Linked DNA regions of Mus musculus: regions 2, 3 and 4 are each linked to region 1. Evidence: chromatin contacts called from public Hi-C and promoter capture Hi-C data. All regions are on one chromosome and are shown on one strand. The core of a region is the stretch at or near the end of the contact, and the rest is flanking DNA. Distances in the headings are between cores, read along the strand shown. Region 1 holds the start of Ell3 (elongation factor RNA polymerase II-like 3). Region 2 holds the start of Exd1 (exonuclease 3'-5' domain containing 1). Region 3 holds the start of Vps39 (VPS39 HOPS complex subunit). Region 4 holds the start of Tmem87a (transmembrane protein 87A).

Region 1 (5,911 bases), core at 1,827-4,326:
CACCACACCCAGATCCAAAAGTATTCTTAGTAGGCTTACTAGTGAACCCACATTTCTTTTTCCGTTCACTTTTGTCTTGGAGATGAATTGCCCAGGCTGCCTCTCTTTCCTCAGTGAGATGGTCAGTGCACCTCACCATAGCTCAGTGCAAACTTGCCTTTCTACATTCGAGGGTCTTTTCTTATTTGAGAGGGGTATGATGGGAATTGAATATGTGGCCTGTGTATGCTAAGTACCTGCTTTACTCTGGCTCACTTTATGACTATACAGCCACCCCTTTCCCACTCCCAAGCTCCGCACCCCCCCCTGCTTTCTTTTCCTTATCTTCAGAGGCATTATCACCTTTGAACATGCATTGTATGTTACTGTTAAATTTTCTTTATTCCTCTCATTAATTTTTAGTGTTTCCTTCCCTTCTAGAACTTAAGCTTTTCCTTTTTTTTTTTTTTTTTTTTCCTGGTCTTTGGAAACAGGGTTTCTCCTTATAGCCCTGGCCGTTCTGGAACTCATTTTGTAGACCAGGCTGGCCTCAAACTCAGAAATCTGCCTGCCTCTGCCTCCCGAGTGCTGAGATTGAAGGCGTGCACCACCACGCCCGGCAATTTAAGCTTTTCCAAAGCAAGAATCTGCTATGTGATCTATCCCTGAGCTTCAGTAAGAGCCTAGTATTCTGGAAAATTTTGTTGAATGAGTGAATGCGAGCATGAAAATGTGCCTATTGTGGGGCTGGTAAGATGGCTCAGTGGGTAAGAACACTCACTGCTCTTCCAAAGGTCCTGAGTTCAATTTTTTTTTTTTTTTGAGACAGGGTTTCTCTGTGTAGCCCTGGCTGTCCTGGAACTCACTGTGTAGACCAGGCTGGCCTCGAACTCAGAACTCCGCCTGCCTCTAACTCCCAAGTGCTGAGATTAAAGGCGTGCGCGACCACGCCCGGCTAATAATAAATCTTAAAAAAAAAAAAACTATTGTGAAAGCTGAATATCAGGCAGTCAGTGGTCACCCTACAAATGTTAGGCTCTGATCTCTGACCTCCAAATATCGTCCTCAGTTACCTGCTATTCTATTTGCTCTTGCAGTATTTATTGGCTTAATTGTTTCTAAAATGAGGTTAGGTTATCACTTTGAACTACTGGGCACAAGCCATCCTACTAATACACACCACTGAGGCTTTCCCAGCATCCTGTGCATGCCAGACAAGCATTCTACCCACAAGCTTGATCCCCAGGCCCTAGTCTCTCCTTTAAGTTTAAATTCAGGAAAGTCCTACAAAAGGTCCCAGCTAACATCTATGAAAAGAAAGCCCAGGCCATCATCTTTATGAATTACACCCGCTAAACCAGGTGTGGCAACCCAAGCCTTTAATTCCAGCTTTTGAGAGGCAGAGACAGGCAGATCCTTGAGTTTGAGGCCAGCCTGTTCTACAGAGTGAGCTCCCTGACTCTAAAATGAAGAAGAAAGAGAAGAAAAGAAGAAAAGGAAAGGAAGAAGAAAGAAAAATAGAGGGCTACCACTATTTATAAAGTTAATAAACTGTCCTCCACAGAAATGGAATGGCTCAATAGGTAGGTAAATGTATCTGTGGTTGCTGTTGGCAACTTGTTGCCAAGATTTTAAAGTCAGTAAGCCTGGCCGTGGTGGCGCATGCCTTTAATCCCAGCACTCGGGAGGCAGAGGCAGGCGGATTTCTGAGTTCAAGGCCAGCCTGGTCTACAAAGTGAGTTCCAGGACAGCCAGGGCTATACAGAGAAACCCTGTCTCGAAAAACAACAACAACAAACAAACAAACAAAAATCAGCATTACTGCGAATATTTCCCTGCATATAGGAGTGTATTGTTCTTATACACATATTGTACATGTTCTGAGTGCATTGTTCAATGGGTTTAGACAAATTATTTGTTTTGAGATGAACAGCATTAAAATCACTTGGAATTACACACACACACACACACACACACACACACACACACACACACTAATATAAAATATATATCCCAGTTATTCGATCCCAGTTAGGAAAAAAGGAGATAAGAGAGTCTGAGAGACATAACCAAACACAAATAAATAAAGACAGGAAACACTGGCCTGAGATTTGTCGGGGGTGGGGTGGGGTGGGGTGGGGGTGGGGGTCTCAAAACCATAGGATCTGTAGCCCTGCTGGGAAACTTGCAGGCACCTTTTAGTCAAGAGTAGAGGCTAACACATGTAATCCTAGCATTTGGGAAATATAGGCAGGAGAATTGCTAGTGAGTTCAGCAAGAGTGATCTACATAGTGAATGAAACCCTGTCTAAAAGAAAAAACAAAAGACTCAAAGAGGAGGGGAGAGTGCCTTTAAAGGAGCCAGCTGTGGTTTCGCCACTTTCTCTTATGTTTATTAGGCTACATAGTAACACCTGGGAGTGAGTTACGGCTTTCTGCTCTCTGATTTATTATTTTATTTATTTATTTATTGCCACAACTACGCCCGCCCCACACCCCCATCCACCGATAGGCTTGGCTCCAGTCCCAGATAGCCAGACTTCCAAATCTGCGAGGCACCCACCCACCTGGCCTTACAGCCTCATCAAGTCCCTTTTAGAAACCAAATTGGGATCCGCCTCAGCAGACGCAGCAACTCGGGCGGAAAAAGAAAAAGGATTGCACTGGTCCCTCTTGGGGTCTGCCATCCTCTGGTCCCTTAGGTACTTCGGGGCCTCGGAGGCATAAATGACTCAATCCGACTATCAACCAGTCTCGATTCCCTCCCCTGTGAGACTGAAACCCTCAAGTGGTTTCAGGTTCAGCTTTTACTTAAAGACAACGATTTTGAATCCAGAATGGGGAAACTGGGAAAACTGAGGCAGAACAAGACATCCTGGGTGACAGGTCAGACCCTCGAAGCAGATCCTTTCTCATTAGACCTGGAATGCTCCTCATAGTGTCCAATACTGCCCAAGCCAAATCAAGAAGAAACCGCTTGGGTTCTGGCCAGCAGCTGAGGTGAGTGAGGTACCGCCCACAAGGCCAGGGAAACTTTGGGGCGGTGCCGGGGGTGGGGTCATGGTGGAGGGCGGGACAGACCCGGAGGGCGGGAGTGCCAGCCTAGGCTTGCACAGCAGAGGTGGCCCTCACCTGTGGTCCCGGTTCTGCATGTGCGCGACTTTGGCACCATGGAGGGGACCCAGGAAGCTCTGAGTGGGAAAATGCGGCTCCTCTTCACCCCCGCTGCTCGGACCAGCCTCCTGATGCTAAGGCTCAACGAGGCGGCGCTGCGGGCATTGCAAGAGTGTCAGCAGCAACAGGTGAGACTGGCCCCCGGCCCCTTCTTCCCTTCCCGGCCAACCAGACCTTGGCCTCCCAAGGCTATGCTGGAGAAGGGACTTGGGGTTGTGCGGGTTTTCAGATTCCAGTCCCCCCGCCTCCAAGTGAAGCCGGCCAGGCAGGTGTCCCCAGCCTCCTCGATCCTGGGGACTTTGCTTCCTTTGTGTTCAGCTGGTGTTTGGGCTCTTCCTGCAGGTACGGCCAGTGATCGCTTTCCAAGGCCACCGAGGGGTAAGTGCTGGCCGGATGTGCGAGGGAGGTTGGGGGTGAGAGAGCGTAAGCGTGGGCTCCAGGAAGGTGAGCTCTGGGCCGGAGCTTGCCAGAGGTCACAGTCTGAGCAAGTTATGAGAACTAAACCCTATGAAGATGTGGGGCTGTGGTCCCAGGAGACTGTGCAGTCTCAGCCTCTTGGGGGAACTCTGAACCAGCTGCACCTGGTGTGCTAACGAGCCCCTTGGGGATTTGTCTTCAGTCTTAGAATTGTTTGGGGAGGAGTGGCATGGACAGGAGGAAGAGGGGCCGGCTTAACTGGGTTTACCATTCCCTACCCCAGTACCTAAGGTTTCCAGGCCCGGGATGGTCCTGCCTTTTCTCCTTCATAGTATCCCAGTGTGGCCAAGAGGGCACTAATGGTGGCTTGGACCTTGTGTACCAACGCTTAGGCAGGTAAGGACAAGGTAAGAGAAGTTTGCAGGAAATGGGAAGAAGTGTTCAGAAGATCTCCAACTCATTTTTCTATTGTCTTTCCCACTCTTCTTTCAAGATCTGGGCCGAACTGTCTCCACTGCCTGGGCTCCCTTAGAGAGCGACTCACTATTTGGGCAGCCATGGATACTATCCCAGCTCCACTGTTAGCTCAGGAACACCTGACTGAAGGTACCAGAGAGTCTGAGAGCTGGCAGGACACTGGAGACGAACCTGAAGGCCATCCCCAGCTGGCACCAGATGAGGTGAGACTAGAAACAGCAGGTAGTCATCATAAGGTGGGACACCCAGGTCCAGGGAGCCAAGTTTTCCTATAACTTCCCCTGACAGGTGTCTGACCCACTGGCAAGCCACCATGAACAGTCACTCCCAGGATCCTCCAGTGAGCCCATGGCACAATGGGAAATGAGGTACTGAGACAGGCTGGGTCTCCTCTCTACCCTTACATTTCTTTAATAAGCTCTCACCTTGGCCTCTCCCATTCCTTCCAAAAATCCTAGGAACCACACTTATCTTCCAAGCAGAGAGCCTGATCAGTCCCTGCTTTCCCCTGCTAGCCAGAAACGCCTGGACAAGGTAAGCAAGGACTTTAGTCTCTTTTTGGAGTCGGTTCTCACTGTGTAATCCTGGCATGCCTGGGAGCTCCTTATGTAGCACTGACTGGCCTCAAACTCCTTTCACCTGTCCCTGCTTTCTGAGTGCTGAGATGTCCAGAGAGGCAAGAGCTGTTCAAAGAGTAGTTTAAAAGGCAGGGTGAATCTTGGGTTGACACAGTACTGATACAGCATAAAATCTGGCCCATGCTTATAATCTGAAGGTCTCCAGAGATAGGAGGATAGGGCTATGCTCTGCTGCACAGCATGAGTATGAGGCCAGCCTGCCTGGACTACCTACCTAAGGACTGGTCTCAAACAAAACAAAACAAACAAAAAGGCTGGAGAGATGACTTATCAAGTGAGTGCAAGCATAAGGTTTGAACTTAGTCTGAATCCCAGCACCTATGTACCTAGGACCCAGCCAGCCTAGGAAAACCAGCTTTCAGTTTAGTGAGAGACCTTAAAAGAGTAAGGCAGAGAACAATGGAGGATACCCCGTGTCTTCCACATGTGTGCATACCAGCACATACAAAAGAATACTCTTTAAAAATTAGGCTAAGTCTTAAACCTAGGAGCTGATGGGATAGCAGTTTTTGACCAAAGAACCTTCTAGCTTGTTGTTTGTTATACATATTTTTTCCCCCAACAGAAACGTTCAGCACCTATAACCACTGAAGAACCAGAGGAAAAGAGGCTCAGAGCTCTGCCTCTAGCCTCAAGTCCACTACAAGGGCTAGCAAATCAGGACTCACAAGAGGGAGAAGACTGGGGCCAAGATGAAGATGAAGAGGGAGATGAAGATGGAGATTCCAGGCTTGAGCAGAGCCTCTCAGCTCCATCAGGTGAACTGATGAGAGGAGGGTAAATACTCATGGAAAAAGGACCAAGAATTACTTGTTTTCTTGCTTCCTTCCTAGCCTCTGAATCCCCAAGCCCTGAGGAGGTACCAGATTATCTCCTGTGAGTTTCCCCACACTTTCAATTTCATAGTCTGTACTTGTAAGCAGCCAAGTGCTTTTAGGGACAATGAAATTGAAGGTGTCACACCCCTGGCAGGCAATACAGAGCCATCCACAGCACAGAGCAGCAACAGGCCTATGAGCAGGACTTTGAGACCGACTATGCTGAGTACCGCATTCTGCATGCTCGAGTTGGGGCTGCAAGCCAGAGGTTCACAGAGCTGGGGGCAGAGATCAAGAGACTTCAGCGAGGAACTCCAGAACACAAGGTAAAGGCAGGATTGGCCATCATCATCCTGCTAATTACCCCTAAACATGTAATGTGACTAAGCAAAGGAACAAGCAAACCTG
Region 2 (5,911 bases), core at 1,162-3,661, 1.9 Mb after region 1:
CAAAAATTAATCCATTCATGCATCAAAACCCAATTCCTATACCCTACAAAGCCAGCTCATAGACTCTCTTCCCTAAATTCTGAAGGTGGATGCTGTACGTTTTTAGCTTCCTTATGCCCTGATGCTAATCACAACTTGTCTCTGGCTTATCTCCCTGGCCAGGTTGTGGGTGTCTTGTTACCATCTGCTCTCAATGTCTAGCATAGTATTAAACAGGCACTGGGAAAACTCACTTTTTGTTTCATTAGGTTTTCCCAATCAATATATACAGTGGTTTTGCTGGGAATTTAGGGTATCTTTGTCATATTTGAGTTACTGTTGGGTAACCAGGATAATAGTTCTTACATGATCACTTAGGTTTGTCCATGAGTCACAAGGAAAAACAACTCAGTCCTACACCCAGGACTAATGAAATTGGAATGACATCACTGTCCCATTCATTCTGAAAAGAAAACAGCTTTTCCTCAATTAAGCATGGTGGCTCATACTTATATTCCCAGCACTTGGGGGGGCTGAAGCAAGAGGACTGTCATGAGTTTGAAACCAGCCTGGGCTATGTAGTGAATTTTTCTGTTTGTCTTGTTTTGTGTTGTATTTTGTTTTTCATGACAGAGTTTCCCTCTGTAGCCCTAGCTATCTTGGAGCCTGTTATGTAGATCAGGCTGATCTCAAATTCTGCTCCCTTTGGAGTGTTGGGATTAAAGGTATGGACACCACCAGGCCCAGTTTATGTAGTGAATTCTAAGCAAGTCTGGGCTACAAGGTAAGATCTTGTATCAAAAAACAAAAGAAAACAAAACAATAGCTTGCTCCATACTCACTATACTTCCCCATGACGTGACTCTGGGCTTTAAACATAATCAGAGAGAAGTCATTACATTTACAAGTAGGGTCAGAGGTAAAAGCTTGCTAAATCCAACTGTGTGCATTTTTACTCATGGAATCCTTAAGCGTGACTGGCCAAACTCTATAAAAAGCTAAGTATTCTCTGTCATTCACTCAAAATTGGCCACATATTAGTAAGGGATTAAAAGCAAAGCAACCTGACAGGGGGTGGGGCTAGACCACATCTCTTTCAACCTGAATACTCTAGAAAGTTTAACTTGTCAGACAGCCAGAACAACTTGTCATTTACCCAAGGACTCATTCCTGGAGAATTCCGTAGTTCCCTGTACTCCTTGGCACGATCTGCCACTGGGTTATTTGCTCACATTATCATCAAAGACAGGTACCATGAAGACATGGCTTACGAAAATCAAAGAGAGCCGCAAAGGATCACTGAGAAAGCATTGTAGCCATACAATTGTATCATACACTACCAAGGGCCTTTCAAAGGTATGGAGGTGTTTTCTGTGCTTCTCAATTCCCAAAGCCCTGTTGCTCCTTTGTTCAGGTTAACAAGGAAGAAACTAGAGTATGTATGTTTCTGGTACAAATTCACAGATTTTGGAGTACATCCAATTTCAATATCAATTGCATAAAGTACAGCAACACAGCAGATATCAATATATATAAAAATAGGACAAATGTCTTCACTGTGTCTTTAAACCTTGACCACTATACCCGTGGCTTTTCTCCAACGATTCAGATTTAAAAGCCTCACTCGGGTTTTTGGACTCTTGATTGCTTAGAGGTCTTCAGTTCCTGGTCACAAGCCTTTCTCTATGATCTTCTTTGTTGAGTTTTTCCCTGTGTGTGATTTTAGTAGTTTTAGCTCTTGCTCAGAAACCTCATTAGGATGTATAACGTTTTCTCCAGGAACCATTCACATTTCCTGGATTTGCTTCTACTTTATCTACTGTTCAGGATGCTTCTGTAGGAGGAACCATAAGGAAGAAAATTCGCGGACCTTCACGGGCAAGAGTGGAGTGGTGGTGTCTGTGCTCGAGATTCCGGGCTTTTGAGCAAGACAGCACCGGAGGAACCACATCCCGGCTCCAAGAAGCTACAGATGAACGTACAGGTATTCTAGCCTTCGGTTACCCAAAGCACCGGAGGCTGCATGGGACCATCCCAACAAAGTCACCGCACCCCAGATCAAGCCCTCAGCGACGACCGCTGTCAGTACTGAGGCCAGCCGAAGGCGCCGGGCCGCCTTCCCACCCCCAACCCGAACTCACAGCCAGTCTCCTTCTTGATCTCCTCGAGCTCTTCGTCCCGCAATAACGTGGAGGCCCGAGACCCCATCACCGTGACGGGAGCTCCTCCGGGAGCGGCAGCGCCAGAAGCAGCAGCGGCAGAAGGGAAGGAGGGAGGGAAGGGCCAGGGGTCAAGAAGGGAGAGGGCACTGTTTCTCTTGCGGCCCGGGGAGAGAAACAAGGGGTGGAGCGCGGGGGAGGGCGGCCCGACACCAGCCAATCGGGAGCGAGGCCGCGCCCTGCGCAGGCGCTAACGTCAAAGCTTGGCTCTCGAGCCCGGAATGAATCAGCCCGGAGGCTGCGGGAGTCCGAAGGGAAGCAGGCCCCGCCCCGCGGAACCAGGGCAGCCGCCGGACTTAAAGCGGCGATACCGCTGTGGCGCTAGGGACTGCACTTAAAAGGGCAGTGCGGTCTCGCCACTGTGTTCGAACAAACCAGAGGCAAACTCACTAGGGTAGCCAGCAGGTTTTTCACAGGACTCAGGTACCAGGAGTCCCACCCTACAGGTGACGGAGACTCAGGAGAGAAACCAAACCCACGAAACGAGGGACAAAACCCTAAGGTGGATCCCCAGAGTAGTGCAGTGCACTCTTTCTTGCTCGCTCTCCATCTCTCTGTATCTCTCTATCTCTTTTTCTCCCTCCTTTCTCCTCTCCTCTCCTCTCACTCTCACTCCCCTGGTCCTAAGAATAGGGAGTCCACAGCCACTGTGGCCCAGCACGCCTAGAGACTGCATCTTTCCTGCGCTCCTCCCCCCGGCCGCAGGGGGCGCTGAGAGCCGCCTGGGGTTTGCATGGCTCCTGGCAGCATCTTTTCTGCTCTCTCTACCCCGGCCGCAGGGGGCGCTGGGAATGGGCTCGAGGCTGCGCGCTGATTGGCTCCTCCGGAAAGAGGCAAGTAATTCACCCGGAGGGCGAGGGCGTGGTCGGCTCTGCGGCTTCAGTGGCTGGCGTTGAGAACTTTTTTGCGTCAAAGCTGTGCCGGGATAACTCCCAGAATTTTTTTTTTTTTTAACAGTAGTCCCTCGTTAGTTTAAGGAACTCACCATTTGACTAGAATTAAGGTCGGAATTTCTCAAACTCCTTTGCTGTGGGGACAGAGGACCCTGAAGGTGAGAAAGATTGTGACCGAGCACGGTTTATTTATTTGGATTTTTTCTTGTCTTAAAAATTAGGATTTTTAAGCCTGGCCAAGACTAGTCAGGGCTTTTCTGGAAAAGAGAATCATTTCTCCACTTCTAGAAAGGGTTTTACAGGCTCAGGCTGTCCTGAGCATAAACTCCTAATTCTCCCATGAGTGGCAAATCTTTAAACAGGATTTCCCAATATTGCCTAGGCTGGGCTCAACTTGCATCTTTCCTGCTTTCACCTAACAACTGCTGGCTTACGGTTTAAAAATCCGAATTTTTTTTCTTTTTGGTTTTTCGAGACAGGGTTTCTCTGTGTAGCCCTGGCTGATCTGGAACTCAGTATGTACATCAGGCTGGTCTTTAAGTTAACAGAGATCCACCTGCCTCTGCCTTCCAAGAGCTGGGATCAAAGCCAGGTGCATTTTATTCTTCTGGTATTTTGTTTGTGCTGATGAAAAAGCTGAAAGCTGCATGTTAGTGTACACCCTCTCAAGTGAAGCCTTAGTTTTCCTGTAGCTTCACGAGTCTGATCCCTTCACTCCTTGGTTTAGAACCAGCTTACTACCTAGATATCGTAGCACCTTTCTCAACTCACCTTAGACTACTAGCTTCAAAGTTACTCGGGCTGAGTCCTGCAAGGCCTCCCTGCCCACTAAATTTCTAGTCTGACTCAGTTGTTTTCCTAATTATCCCTGGTTAACTTACCCATTGAGATCATAACTGTGGTATGGAAATCTTGAGGTCAGATGTATACATAATCCCATTCTCAGTTGGCCTGGAAGCTCATCTCTTCATCCTGACCTTTTTTTCCTTCCTAATTTTTATTTATTTATTTTAAAGATTTATTTATTTATTATATGTAAGTACACTGCAGCTGTCTTCAGACACTCAGAAGAGGGCGTCAAATCTCATTCTAGATGGTTGTGAACCACCATGTAGTTGCTGGAATTTGAACACAGGGCCTTCGGAAGAACAGTCAGTGCTCTTAACCGCTGAGCCATCTCTCCAGTACCCCCTTCCTAATTTTTAATCTGTCTTTAGGGCTATATTCAATTAAACCCTCTGTTAGACCTGGTACCTGATAATCTATAATTGCAGCACTGAGGACGCAAAGGCAGAAGTTACCTTTTGAATTTCAAGGCCAACATGATCTAGATAGGGCATTCCAGACCAGCCAGGGCTACTTGCGGAAACCCTGTCTAAATATAAACAGTAGCAAAAAATTCTTTGCTATGCATGTTCTTTTTTCCTGATTTGTTGTAACCTTTAAGAATAGTATTTGTGTGTTCAAGTGAGAGGTAGGGGTGTGTGTGTGTGTGTGAGATATTCTCACCAGTGGAGGTTAGAAGAGGGCATCCGATCCCCTGCAGCTGGAGTTAGAGGGCTTGAGCCACCAAGTGTGGGTGCTAGAAAATACCAAACTTAGGTCCCCTGGAAGAGCAGAAAGCAACCCTAACTGCTGGGTTAACCATTTAGCCTATCTTTAACTTACTTCCCAAGCATTTCACTTTGAATTCATTTTCAATTTTGGAAATTCTAGCCTGACAGATGTGAGTCTACCTAAGTCACAGAACTGTCGAAATGGCTCCGTGTAAGAGGGATTTGCTGCTCAAGCATGAAACCTGAAGTCAGATCCCAGCACCCACTTAGAAAGCTGGGCATGGCTGCACACAGACCTGTAACCCTAGTACTGTGCAGAGTAGTTGGCCCAGTCTTGACTCCAACCTTGTCTCAAAGGCATGGAAGGGAGTGAAAGAACTCTGTTGTTTGCTTAGCTGTATACTGGCTTCTGGATGCTGCAAGAATCCTACCTTAAAGTATATAGATATAGCAGGGGGCGTGTTTCACTGAGGGAAATGCTTGCCTCGCGTTCCCAAGACCCCAGGAATCCTTCACTGGAAAAGAACTATAAAGTGTATGTTACTTCCCTGGTTACAGATGCTCTGTACCTTTCTACTTCCTGGCTTAACGAGGCTCATTACTTCATCACTCTTGTATACTTTCAGATTTGAAGTTTGCTGCTTCAATCTATTGTTTTTTCCTAATGGAATAAACTCAAGAAGCTTTCAAAGTTTAACAATCACAGAAAAAGAAAATCTGTCTGGGCTTCTGAATACAGCAACAACCTTAAAACAGAATTGTTCCATATGATACTGTAAATAGAGGGGACCACCCAGCTGAGAGCTAAACCTAGGATTACATTGTATCGATTGATAATTGATAGAGACAAACGCAGCCCATTGTGGGTAGTACCATTCCCTAGGTAGAGGGTACCACACCTTTAATCTCAGCTAGACACTCAGGAAGCAGAGGCAGGTGGATCTCTGTGAGTTGGAGGCCAGCCTGATCTACAGAGTGAGGTCCAGGACAGCCAGGGCTACGTAGAAAAACCTTGCCTCGACAAAACAAAAAAAGAAAAACAACAACAAAAAGAGGATCTCTCTATGTAGTTCTGTTCTTGAGCTCAGTAGAGAGACCAGGCTGACCTCCAAACCACAGAGATCTTCCTACATCTGCCCCCTACCTCTGAGAGTCCTGGGATTAAGATGTACACCAGCGGGGCTGGAGAGATGGCTCAGTGGGTAAGAGCACTCGACTGCTCTTCCGAAGGTCCGGAGTTCAAATCCCAGAACCACATGGTGGC
Region 3 (5,911 bases), core at 898-3,397, 1.1 Mb after region 1:
TTCCCTTCACACCCTTCTTTCAGACCCTAGTAGAGACTTTCTTTCCATGACTTTTACTACAGATTATCTTATTTTCTGTTGAAACATATGACACACCAGAGGAGGGCACCAGATCTCATTATAGATGGCTGTGAGCCACCATGTGGTTGCTGGGAACTGAACTCAGGACCTCTGGAAGAGCAGTCAGTGCTCTTAACCTCTGAGCCATCTCTCCAGCCCATTTTATTTTTATTTATTTATTTTTTAAAATACAACCCAGAGCAACCTTCCCAGGAGTGCCAGTAGGCTGGGCTTTCCCATATCAATTATTAATCAAGAAAATGCCCCCACAGAATTGCCTACAGGCTAATCTGATGGAGACATTCCTTTTAACTGAATTTCCTAAGTAACTCTAGCTTATATCATGTTGACAAAAAGCTAACCAGCACATCATAGTAAAATGTTAATAGCATTTAGGGAACATTTCTCTACAGCTTTTTGCTGTGGTGGCTTTTTGAAATCTACCTTAGGTAGAACCCTTAAAGAACAATAATAGGAAATAAGGTATTGTCTTAAGGTTTTACTGTTGTGAACAGACACCATGACCAAGGCAAGTCTTATAAGAAACATTTGATCAGTTGATCCCATTCTGGATTGATTGAGTCAAACGGATGTTTTAGTAATGTCTCCAGGTGCAGTGGCCTGAAACATTTGATCAGTTGATCCCATTCTGGATTGATTGAATCAAACGGATGTTTTAGTAATGTCTCCAGGTGCAGTGGCCTGGAGGCCAGGACAATGACTCTGTAAAGTGTTTGCCACACAGCATGAGGATCCGGGTTCGTTTGGATCCGTGTCATCCATGTGACAAAGCTAGTGCCCTTAACACTGAGACTAGAGACAGGTGGGTCCCTGGAGCTTACTGGCTTGCCAGTGAGCTAGGCTGGCTAGTTGTAAAAGGGGTGGATATGTCTCAGAAACGAGCAAACAAAAACACAGGCCATTTCTCATAATGTGGAAAACAGCTGAGGAAGACATCTATCTGACCTCTGACCTGAAACATTGGTCAGTAACAGTGGCTCGCCAGAAGTGCTTACCAGATTGCATCTTCATTAATGTATCTGACCTTTGGGCGGGCTTCTCTAACATCTCTTGCAGGTAGATTCTGAGGTTGCTTCCCAACATCCTCCAGTGCACACATAACAGTCCCGTATGCAATCCCTAGGGGATTATGCCCGGGCTAAGGAACATTAGCCTATAATGGCTTTCCTGTTCAAGTGTATGAACTTACTTGAGTTCATACTACTCTCCAAAGTTTGAGTAAAGTTGGAATGAGGTCTGAGCCTGAATTTTTCAAAACTTGCTTGACTAGGCACTAGGAGAGAATCACTGGTCTACAGCTTTAACAATGTAAACCTAAGGTACAACTAAGAATTAGCTGAAATGTAATGATGGTACTGAAGCAATCTATTGACTGGCTAGAGTGTGTCAGACTTGACAGATGTTCACGATTCTAAGCAATCTTATTTTGAAGAAGGTTTTGCAGAGTATGAAAGTAAGGCCTGCAACAATCTATTTCCAAAGAAAAAGAAAAGCCAAATTTCCTAAGTGGTATATCTCCAACCCAAGACTGACGCCAAGGCAGAAGTTCCTTTTTCCTCCGTGGTTGGGAGGGCTGGTTTTTGAGACAGGGCCTCATGTATCCTAGGCTGGCTTCAAACTTGATACGTACTGAAGATAACTCTGAACCTCCTGCGTCCTGGGATGTCAGGCTGCCATCTCTCCTGACACGCAGCCCAGTGAGCTAAATTCCTCTTTATCGCGAGGTCTTCACTAAGTTGACTGCCTAAAATCAGTTTCTCGGGCTGGCGAGATGGTTCAGTGGTTAAGAGCACTGACTGCACTTCCAAAGGTCCTGAGTTCAATTCCCAGCAACCACATGGTGGCTCACAACCATCTGTAATGGGGTCTGATGCCCTCTTCTGGTGTGTCTAAAGACAGCTATAGTGTACTCATATAAATAAAACAAATAAATAAATCTTTAAAAAAAAAAAAAAAAAGATCAGTTTCTCTTCTACCACCACAAACACCAAGGGACTCTGAGCAGCTGGTATGGATGTGAACTCGGGTTGGGGGCGGAGCTTCTGCTGCGGAAGGGGCGGGCTTAAGGCAACAGGAAGTCCGGCGGCGAGGATGGAGTTGTTGCTGAAGGCCCTGTAGCAGGGGTCCCTGGTGGAATACGAGTCTTCCCTGTTTTCGGACGGCAGGCTCCTCCCAGCAGCAGGGGCGGGACAGTGGCGGTGAAGCTCCCGCAGCCATGCATGACGCTTTCGAGCCGGTGCCGATCCTGGAAAAGCTTCCCCTGCAGATCGACTGCCTGGCTGCCTGGGGTGAGCCGCGGGGCCTCGGGTCAGGGAGGCAGCGGCCCCTCACGCCGAGCTATAGAGAGGCAAGGCGTCTGACCCTGTGGGTGGGCTGCGGACGCAGGCTGTCAGAGAGGGCGGACGTGACTGGACCCCGGGCGGCTTGCGTGATTGCTAAGGACAGTCCATTTGTGGACGCTCCGCGCTCTCTCTTGTGCGCTATGCAGTTGGAGGCTGAGCTCACATTATTAATGTGCTCTGTTGGGGCCCATTTCGGTTCCCAAGAAGTCTTGAGTGAAAAGGGCAAAGCCTGCCAGGTGCTTCACCTTGTTAAATGATTGCGGTGTGTTCTAGGTGACAGACAATGTTAGCACCGTATGCTTCAGAGCATTTAGTGTTCACTTAGTTTATTTTTCCTTTTAGTAGTTAGCTCATATAACTACCTTATGTCGTGAGGTGCCCAAGTTACCTGACTGAAGTGGAAGAGCATCATAACAGATTGCTGTGAAACCTGACCCATGCGACCTTGTATACTTTTTCTTGGGATTGACCAATGCAGAAAGCAAGGTCAGCATCCTTCATGTTTTCTGGAGTTCAAGAACGTAAATCTTGGCTCTCAGGCTACATCGAGTGCTTTTCTATGCATCGTTATTACCCATAACAGGCTACGTAAAAATAATTCAGTCTTTTCTGTTAATGTCCATGCCCTAAATATCAAGAAACATCAAGGGCCCATACAAAGGTAAAGTTCAGAATCTGTACGTAGAGTTTACCCTAAGGAAGGCACCACGATGGACCACAAGGAAATGTTGATGGTGACCAGTGTGCCGAGCATCTGTTGCTAGCGCTTCCCAGGCATCCTTGCAGGTTCTTTGTGGCCTCCTTAGAGGGATTCACATCTTTTTTTTTTTTTTTTCCCTGTGCTCTTCTTTGAGCAGCCCCTAGCCTCTGTAAAATAGTACCTCCAATGTAAACTGATGTAGTCCTTTGAATTAGGGAGAGAATAGAACCCAATTTCCTACAGCCATCTCAAGAAAACCTCATTTCCTGGAGGAAAGTGCTCTCAATAGAGAATAATACATGGAGGGGTTCATTTCTCTTTTGTTTCATTAAATATGTTCTGGATACCCACCTGTACCGTTCTCTCTACTATGGACAGGAATACAAGGATGAATGAGAAATAGTATCTGTGTACCCAGAACACTTTGGGGGTCAAAAGCATGAGGACAGGTTATGACACCAGATAGATGATACCAGAAGTGTGTGCTACCTATTTCAACACGTAGGGCAGGTATTCAGTTCAGTCTAAGGCAGAACATCCAAGCAAGATGAGTGCAACTGCCTGCCACACACTTGCCTTAGCGTGTCACAGTCATTGACTGCTCCTCTGAGAGAGACTCATTGACTCCACATTGTCAGAGTAAAGAGGCCACTTAGCTCAGCTCCTCAAGACCAGCTTGGGAATGATAAGTGGCTTTTGTCCTGCTTTGACCCCACACCAAACAGGAGAAATGCCCGGTCCCCTCGGCTACTAAGGTCGCTGCTGGAGTACAGGAAGGTTGTTCACTTTCAGGCTTTAGATAATAACTATTGCTGCTTTAGCACTAGCAATTATTGCTACTTCTAGTCATTGTACCTTTTGTGTATGTTGGTCTGGAAAGTTCATCTAGCAATCAGAACATGAAGACCCAGACAAAATTTAAGCTGAAAGACTGGCATAATCTGTCTCTCTTGTGGGCAACAGAAATGAGGACATTGAAGGTTTCCTTGAGCTCCAGTTATAGAATCCAGCTGCCTTTTTGGCATTGGGATGTCTAATAGCATGACCCTAACAAGACAATTTTTGGGGTTTTGATGTCTTTTAAAAAATGTTAAAAAGCGCAGAAATATTATGAGAATATATTTCTGATTTAATCCCAGGTTTGTAGTATGGGGCCGCTTCAGACTGTCCACTGCAGCTGACTATGATTTGCCTTATGCATGGGGTGTGATTTTGCCTTTGGTTCTGCAATTGTGTGACCTTTGGAATTCTGGGGACTTTCAGAGGGTACATGAATGCTAGGGCCCCAAGAGGATTGTTGTTTGGTGGTTGACTCTTTTCTGTCTTGGTTTGTTAAGTAGTAGTTGCAAACAAAGAAAGAAAAAATTAGTTATCTTGAAGGCAAAGATCAAACTTGCCCTAATCAGCAGGATGTAGTCTGTCAAGAATGTCACCTCCTTTCCTTTTAATCCTTTATCTCTCCTATCTAGTGTTAGTGGGTTGAAAGAGTGGAAGAAAGGGTGGAAGAGAGAAGAACCCACCAAGTAGTAAAAGACAAGCTACACCCCCTGGCCCCCTAAACTTCATATTAAACAATGGAGCCAAGGATGTTGTTTATCTGTCAGTATCTCTTGCTTGGCAGCCTAGGCTGGTTTAAACTCAGTGAAGTCCTCCTGCCTTAGTGGTCCCAGTGTTGGGCTTATAGGCACAAACTACCATGTCTGGCAAAATAGTGTTTTCAGATTGTTTCATTTTCTGACATCTTTCCCACTCCTCCTCTTTGGCCCCTGTGCTCCCCACCCCACACACACTCTGGGGATTTAACCCAGAGTTTATGTCTCACACTAGGAGATGCTCTCCTACTGAGCCACAGTTCCATCCTCCTCAGACATCCATGATAAAGAAATAGGGTTTAAACAAAAGCTAACTACCTTTCTTTGGGCTCTTTTTAGAGGAATGGCTTCTTGTTGGAACCAAGCAAGGGCATCTTCTTCTCTACAGGATTCGGAAGGATGTTGGTGAGTGTCAGACCGATGGCTTGGGATGTGATCGAAAGCTCTAACTAGTCAGCTTTACCAGTTAGCCAGTGTACGGGTGTAAAAACAGATTCCTGGCCATAAAGGGGTGCCTAGGCTCAGGGGCTGTGGGGAAATAGGGAGAAACATGAGAATCTCCTGGGATTTGTTTAATAAGTGGTTTCTTAGCTTCCTCTGGTAGGTAGAGCAAAATACCGGCCTCCTTCTTATAGAGGTGATTCACTACCTAATAAGAAATGTTTCTGATGGAATAGAATCCTGTATAAGTGCTATATAGTGGTAGGCAAAAAGAACAGTAGCCATTGATGGGGATTGCACTTGCTTATGAGGATAGGCTAGGAGGAGCGGATCTGGGCTTATGCCCAGTTTTACTTCTTGGTTATGTGACTGGTGAGACCTTTCTGATACTAGCATTGTCATTTGTAAACTTTGACAAAGTTGTTGGAAGCGCATAAATAGTAGTCTTGAAAAGCCTTTGAAAATGAAAGTTCTTATGGTGACTTTGTCAGTAATAATGTAAAATAATAGCTAAAGTATTTGAAATACATTCTGTTAAAGACTACCCCCCTCTTCTGGTTTTACATCTGTACTTTTCCTTATGGAAGCTAGATATTTAGGAGGCTGGAGAGCGCCTGACTGCAGCATGTGTCATGCAGCCTTGTCAGTGTGTGTGTGTGTGTGTGTGTGTGTGTGTGTGTGTGTGTGTGTGTGTGTGGTGTCTTCATGTGTGAATATGATTATGTATCCATACATACGTACCTGATCCCCTAGGG
Region 4 (5,911 bases), core at 2,522-5,021, 1.0 Mb after region 1:
ATTAAAAGTCTCCCAATGAAAAAAAAAGCCCAGGACCAGCTGGGTTTAATGTAGAATTCTATCAGACCTTCAAAGAAGACCTAATACCAATACTCTTCAAACTATTCCACAAAATAGAACGGAACACTACCCAATTTGTTCTGTGAAGCCACAGTTAGACTGATACCAAAACCACACAAAGACCCAACAAAGAAAGAGAACTTCACCAATTTCCCTTATGAATATCAATGCAAAAATACTCAACAAAATTCTCACAAACTAAATCCAAGGACACATCAAAATGATCATTCACCATGATCAAGTAGGCTTCATCCCAGGGGTGCAGGGATGGTTCAATATACAGAAATCCATTAATGTAATCCACTATATAAACAAACTGAAAGAAAAGAAACTGTACTACAGAGCAATAATGATAAAAACTGCATGGTATTGTACAGTGACAGGCAGGTAGATCAATGGAATAGAACTGAAGACCCAGAAATGAACTCACACAAATGGTCACTTGATCTTTGACAAAGGAGTGAAAACCATCCAGTGGAAAAAAGACAGCATTTCCAACAAATGGTGCTGGTTCAACTGGCATCAACGTATAGAAGAATGCAAATAGATCCATTCTTATCTCCCTGTACAAGGCTCAAGTCCAAGTGGATCAAGGACCTCCACATTGTTTTTTAGTCTCAAATAGCCTCATAGAATGTTAAAGTAAGTATAAAAGACCCCTACAGAGGGAGATCTATCAATAGTCAACACATTTCAAGATTATTTACTCTTCAATCCAATAGCTGAATTCTTAGAAATCCTGCTTCTGTTGTTGTTTTGCTCTTGTTTTTCTTCAGTGCTAAGGATCAGGCCCAGAGCCTTGCACATAAGGAAGTGCTCTATGGCTGAACCACATTTCCAGCTCCACTCCTAGAAAACCATATTACAAATCACTCGTGTGTATAGGAAATGACATGCACAGCTCTTCATATGGTGGAACTCTCATAGCAAAAGATTAAGAAGAAACAACAGCCCAAGACTGTAACAAGTGGAACTGGAACCCAATAAATTATAATGCGTCTATCCAGTGGGATACTGTGAGCAGAGAGGAAAATCTCCAAGTCCTGAAGCAGAAGCTTTCCAGACTAAGATACAAAGCAGACAGTGAGGGGGCACAGAACAATGTATATGCGAATTTATTTGTAGGTATAAACAAAGAGGTGATATAAGAATATATAGTTACAAAGAACACTGGAAGAATACATAAGACATGAATAAATATGCTTATTTAAAGGGAGAAGAGAACTAGGATGAAAAAGCAGAGGTAGGAGTAATAATTTTAATCTATTTCTTTCTATGTGAGTTTCAAATCAACTAAGTTAATTATCTTTGAGAGGACACACATTTAAAATTATTTAAAAGTACTTAGGATTTTAAAATAAAACACAATTTAAATAATTGAATAGTAAATATTAGATTTCCTAGAGAGTATGACCTTATCCCCTCAGTTCTCAAAAGCCTAGTGGGAATAATTTGGGAATTCTGTAGAGAATTCCTTCTGGGTGAAGTATTTACTTACCTGTAGAATGCAATCTTGCCACAGTCTTTGAAAATAGTTTTATCCACTGCTTCATCTTCAACACTAAATCAGAAGACATTTTAAAGAAATATATTTTACATAAGAATTGTGAGCTCAATTTTTGTACCTTCCCTAATGATGGTACAAATGTTTGGAACTTATTCTGTACCCAAAACTGTGTCACTGCTGTAACATAAGACTTCATGGGGTGACAGAATGTGAGCTGCAGAACAATATCCTTTTGTAAAACTACCAACATGAATTACAAAATAGTTTCATAGGCGTGGTCTGAAGGCTATGGGAAAGGAGGAAGGCACTTTTAAGATAATAGCCACAACACCAAAACCTGAACTCTCAACCAAGCCAAACAAGCAACTTACTCTCCTATTTAAAGAGCAAAATATTTTCAGGACATATACTTCCAGAGAGTTTAGACCTGAAGACACAGTGTACCTAAATGTTCTATTAAAGTCTAACATACAACTGCAAGATAAGGCTCCGAATCCTTTTAAAAAAAGATATGTGCAGGTGCCAGAGTCAGAATAGAAACAAATACAGAAGAAGGAAAAACTGCTAAGAGGATTCCAACAATCTATAGGTTAATATTCTTTAACATCAAGTTTCCAGAACTGTATCTGGAATAAAATGTAAGAAGATATACATTACTACTATTTATATGTATTTTGACTAGCCTTTCTCTGGTTAAAACAACTATAAGCTATAAGGGGGTTGGAGGGTGAGGAGCACTCGCTTTGGTGAAGAGGTGTGGCTTTCTGCACCTGCAGTTAGTGAGTTCATGATTTTGAAAGAAGCTAAACTATAAAAACAGGTCGGGAGAGATAAAACACACCTAGTCATGCCAAGAAACTTTTATAGTGAAAAAAGAAAAAAAAAGAATAAGAAAAAAAAGAAAGAAATACCCTCATTAAACTCTGGTTTGGCACCGTTTATTTTAATCCAGTGTGCAAACATGAGGAGACCTTGCTGTCTTCCGTTTCCAGTTGAATGAGCCTTGGGGAGGGGCAGCCCGCTCAAAAATCCATTTAAGAGTTTGGAAGGCAACCTTTCCACTGTTAAACTTATCTAATCCTCCTGAAAGTACTTTATGAGAGGTTAGCTATTAACATTACCCAAATCCCCGCAGAACCAATAAAGAACGATGAAGCAAATAGCAAGCATTCAAGGAAGTGCTTTAAAACCTAAGTGAAGCCATCAAAGCTAGAAGGTTGTTTTTGGAGTCCGTTCTTGGGGGGAGCAATTGCCCTTTACCTGATTTCCTCTTTCTCAGCTGCTTCCATGGCACAAGGATGTTAACTCTGCCTGACTCCTAACTCTCAGGCCACAGTCTCAGGCGATCTTTAAAAAAACGGTGACAAGCAGGCTTGCTAAATTATAACCCGTACTTCATCACAGTCAAGAGTCCCCTTCGGGCAGAAGCCAATCTTAATTTTTTTTCATCTGGTATTATCTCAAGCGTAAACCAGCGTCTTTACAGGGATAAAGTACTTGGTAAATATTTCTAGGTTGAGAGTGGCTGATGAACTTTGCTTTTATTGGCGGAGATGTGCTCGCTGCCCTAGAGGTTAAAATCTAAGAGTGTGAGAAACAGGAAGCACCACCAATAAGGGTCAGTCTTAGTGGCTGTCACTCTACAATACCGAAAGCTGACCTGATCTCTCCTCACTTTTAGTTTCGAATGGGGAGTACAGTCTGGATCACTGCTGGACGCTGATGTCGCCTGTCAAACTATGCTGCAGCTGCCCCACAGTCTTTCAGGGTCAAAAGGGACTTTGGAGCTAATGAATCGTTTCTACTTCAGCCCCGTCACATTCCAGGCTCTGTTGCCACAGCTCGACAGCCAGAGAACTCAGTACTTGATGTCAATCATGCATCCAGTGTGCGCGCTTCTACAGACGTCTGGCCTGCGCCTGACCTTGACTTGGAAAGGATGAGGGGCGGGAAGAAGCAGGAAAAGCAAAGCCTTGGCCGCTGCACTGAGTTCCTTTAAGGGCTGGAAGAACAGAGGGAAGCACTAGACCTCAAAACTCTGCTAGTTCACCTCCAGGCCACGATCGCAGGGAAACAGGAGGACGCCTGCGCAGTAGACTCAAAGTTTCTGGGGCGCTCTGAGCGTCTGTGGGAAGAAGCACAGTTTCAAGGACCCGGATAATCCCGCCCACAAAGTAGCGCCGGAAGAGGGTGGGACGAGCCGGAAGAAGGCGGAACTACCTAGCCGGAAGAAGGCTCAATACTTTGGGTAGGCGCTTCATGGCTGTGAAGATGGCGGTGGCTGCGTGGCTTCAGGTGTCTCCTGTTATTTTTCTTCTTTTAGGGGCGCAGCCGTTCCCATTATCGTTTCTTGGTGCAGGTCCGGCACCCGTGTTTGCTGCAGATAGATCGAAGTGGCACATTCCGATGCCGTCGGTGAGTGTTGGGGTCGCTACTGAGCCTGAAGGGGGTAAGAGGTGGGGCTACGGTGGCCCAAGGGGTCCAGGAAGATTTCTGGAAAGTCGGGTTCCCAAAGTGAGTGGAATACCCAGAGCGTCCGTGTAGCTGCCGACGGGATCCCACCTGCCCTGAGCTGAGAGCTGAGCTATTTGCTGTAGGCGAGGAGTGTCAGGGGCCAAGCGTGTTCTTACCGGGAAAGTAACAGAACTTTAAGCATGGAACAGGAGAGAAACTTAATACACAGGGAGAGATAGTAGTTTCTCTTTCAGCTAGAATGTTACAAAATCCAGTACTAGGGCTGGATGAAAGGGAGATGTGAATAGAAGTCTTTATTTTTAACTCGTGTGTGTGTGTTTGTAAAAATAGTCCTACGGATGAAGGGTTTTGATTTGGTTTAAACTTGGAAACGTCTTTTGTGATTAGGGGACTTGGAGATTCAAAAATGCATTTTAACATGGGAATAGCCAAAACGAAACAATTCTAAAATGTTGTGTAGTAAGGATAGTCTTTTGTTTGGATAGTTAACTGATAAGTCGACCCATTTTAGAATCTCGTTTGACTTAGTACAGTACTTTGAACCAGAAAAACCAGATTTTGGTGAGAACTGCTTTAAAAACCATTAGCCATTTCGTTGACCTTTTTGCCTTTTTTTTTTTTTTGTCCTGTTCACTGTACATTTATATGGCAAATATTACAGGTTGTATTCATGTTGGTAAAGGGTTTTGGGCTTTGAGTTGTAGTTTTCTGTTTGTTACTGAAATGATTAATAGTTAAGTCCTTTTACATGTAAAAGTAAAACTGCTGAAAGTTTATTCAAAAGTCGGTTGTTCTGAGGGATGATTCGTGAGTAAAAAAGGAACTGTCCAGCTCAAGCCACTTTGAAGTTAGGTTGAAATTTGTAGCAGCCTCCCACTCAAGAGTCCCTGCTCTGTGGCCTGTAGGGAGCGGCAAGAGCCAATAGTTAGGATATGACTGACTTTCACTAAAGAAAATGTTGTTACTGTCTTTTTGATTAAGAAAATTTTGAATATTTTATAAATGTAGGTATTCATATTCTGCCTTGAAAATCGAAATGCCCTGATGTTAATTATCTTCCCTTTATCTTTTCAGGGGAAAGGTTATTTTAATTTTGGAAAGATTCTTTTCAGAAATACTACCATCTTACTGAAATGTGAGTTTCTAAACTTCATTGAGTTATTCGGATCTTTTAAACTTAGAAAATTATTCTCTACCCTAGTTTGCTTCTGTGTGCGCGCGCGCATTTGTGTGCATGTAGGAACATGTATGCATGTGTGTGAAGGTCAGAGGTCAGTTACTTGTGTCTTCCTCAGTTGCTGTCAGCCCTGTTTTTTGAGACAAGGACTCTCTCCTTGAACTTGGAGCTTGAGGTTTGGCTAGACTGGCTGACCAGCCAGCCTCAGGGATCTTCTTGCCCGCTTCTTTGGCACTGGAATTACAGGCATGGATTTTTACATGGATGCTAGGAATCTGAACTCAGGTGCTGATGCTTGCTGTGACAGGCAGGCATCTTACCAACAAAGCCATCTCCCTAGCCCCTTAATGTATTTTTAAGTCCAGAACTTTAATAACCTGGCACTGTTTAGATAAAAATATTTAATTTATAAGTCCTATCTGTGAGCAATATTCTGAGTACTTATATGAATTTTTATTGTCTTATTGTTTTTCAGTTTGCTGTTATGTATAGATACACTATTATATGTAGCTTATATTATATATTTGTATTACATACTTAATGTATACTTTATTGAATTCATATTGGCTGTATGTTATACAGTGTGTATGTATATTTATGTACATAAATTATATTTTTAATCATAGTTAAGTTGAATTATATTTAATTTTGTTTGTAGAGTGCTTACATCATTTTTAGATCTGTTCTGAGTC

Evidence for each region. Promoter capture Hi-C pulls out the DNA fragments that hold promoters and counts their contacts. Hi-C and Micro-C count contacts between places; a contact is called where the count stands out from the background. Capture Hi-C pulls out chosen DNA fragments and counts their contacts.
Region 2: a contact with region 1 is called in a promoter capture Hi-C map of liver, with 4 times the contacts expected there. The contact joins the promoter of Exd1 here to the promoter of Ell3 in region 1. A contact is called at or near these places in 3 of 39 promoter capture datasets (liver and pre-B cells), 1 of 115 datasets of contacts at active chromatin or transcription factors (astrocytes) and 1 of 9 other capture datasets (adipose tissue).
Region 3: a Hi-C map of B cells shows a contact between it and region 1, with 5 read pairs. The contact joins the promoter of Vps39 here to the promoter of Ell3 in region 1. A contact is called at or near these places in 1 of 39 promoter capture datasets (liver), 1 of 484 Hi-C or Micro-C datasets (B cells), 1 of 115 datasets of contacts at active chromatin or transcription factors (astrocytes) and 1 of 9 other capture datasets (adipose tissue).
Region 4: a contact with region 1 is called in a promoter capture Hi-C map of liver, with 2.4 times the contacts expected there. The contact joins the promoter of Tmem87a here to the promoter of Ell3 in region 1. A contact is called at or near these places in 2 of 39 promoter capture datasets (the C10 cell line and liver), 1 of 484 Hi-C or Micro-C datasets (B cells), 2 of 115 datasets of contacts at active chromatin or transcription factors (astrocytes and embryonic stem cells) and 2 of 9 other capture datasets (adipose tissue and liver).

The regions. Positions count from the first base shown.
Region 1 is chr2:121,439,766-121,445,676 of GRCm38.p6, reverse strand. Ell3 (elongation factor RNA polymerase II-like 3) reads left to right here and starts at 3,076. Exons shown (of 11, transcript NM_145973.2): 1 at 3,076-3,281; 2 at 3,496-3,531; 3 at 3,854-3,966; 4 at 4,064-4,250; 5 at 4,336-4,415; 6 at 4,506-4,581; 7 at 5,251-5,443; 8 at 5,519-5,561; 9 at 5,658-5,829. The coding sequence starts at 3,150.
Region 2 is chr2:119,544,127-119,550,037 of GRCm38.p6, reverse strand. It overlaps Exd1 (exonuclease 3'-5' domain containing 1), which reads left to right and starts at 2,411. Exons shown (of 13, transcript NM_172857.2): 1 at 2,411-3,031; 2 at 3,156-3,249. It overlaps Chp1 (calcineurin-like EF hand protein 1), which reads right to left and starts at 2,331. Exons shown (of 7, transcript NM_019769.3): 1 at 2,121-2,331. The coding sequence starts at 2,187.
Region 3 is chr2:120,349,373-120,355,283 of GRCm38.p6, reverse strand. It overlaps Vps39 (VPS39 HOPS complex subunit), which reads left to right and starts at 2,147. Exons shown (of 25, transcript NM_178851.4): 1 at 2,147-2,369; 2 at 5,055-5,120. The coding sequence starts at 2,297.
Region 4 is chr2:120,401,976-120,407,886 of GRCm38.p6, reverse strand. It overlaps Tmem87a (transmembrane protein 87A), which reads left to right and starts at 3,771. Exons shown (of 20, transcript NM_001110496.1): 1 at 3,771-3,982; 2 at 5,117-5,177. The coding sequence starts at 3,827. It overlaps Ganc (glucosidase, alpha; neutral C), which reads right to left and starts at 3,991. Exons shown (of 24, transcript NM_172672.2): 1 at 2,828-3,991; 2 at 1,559-1,621. The coding sequence starts at 2,856.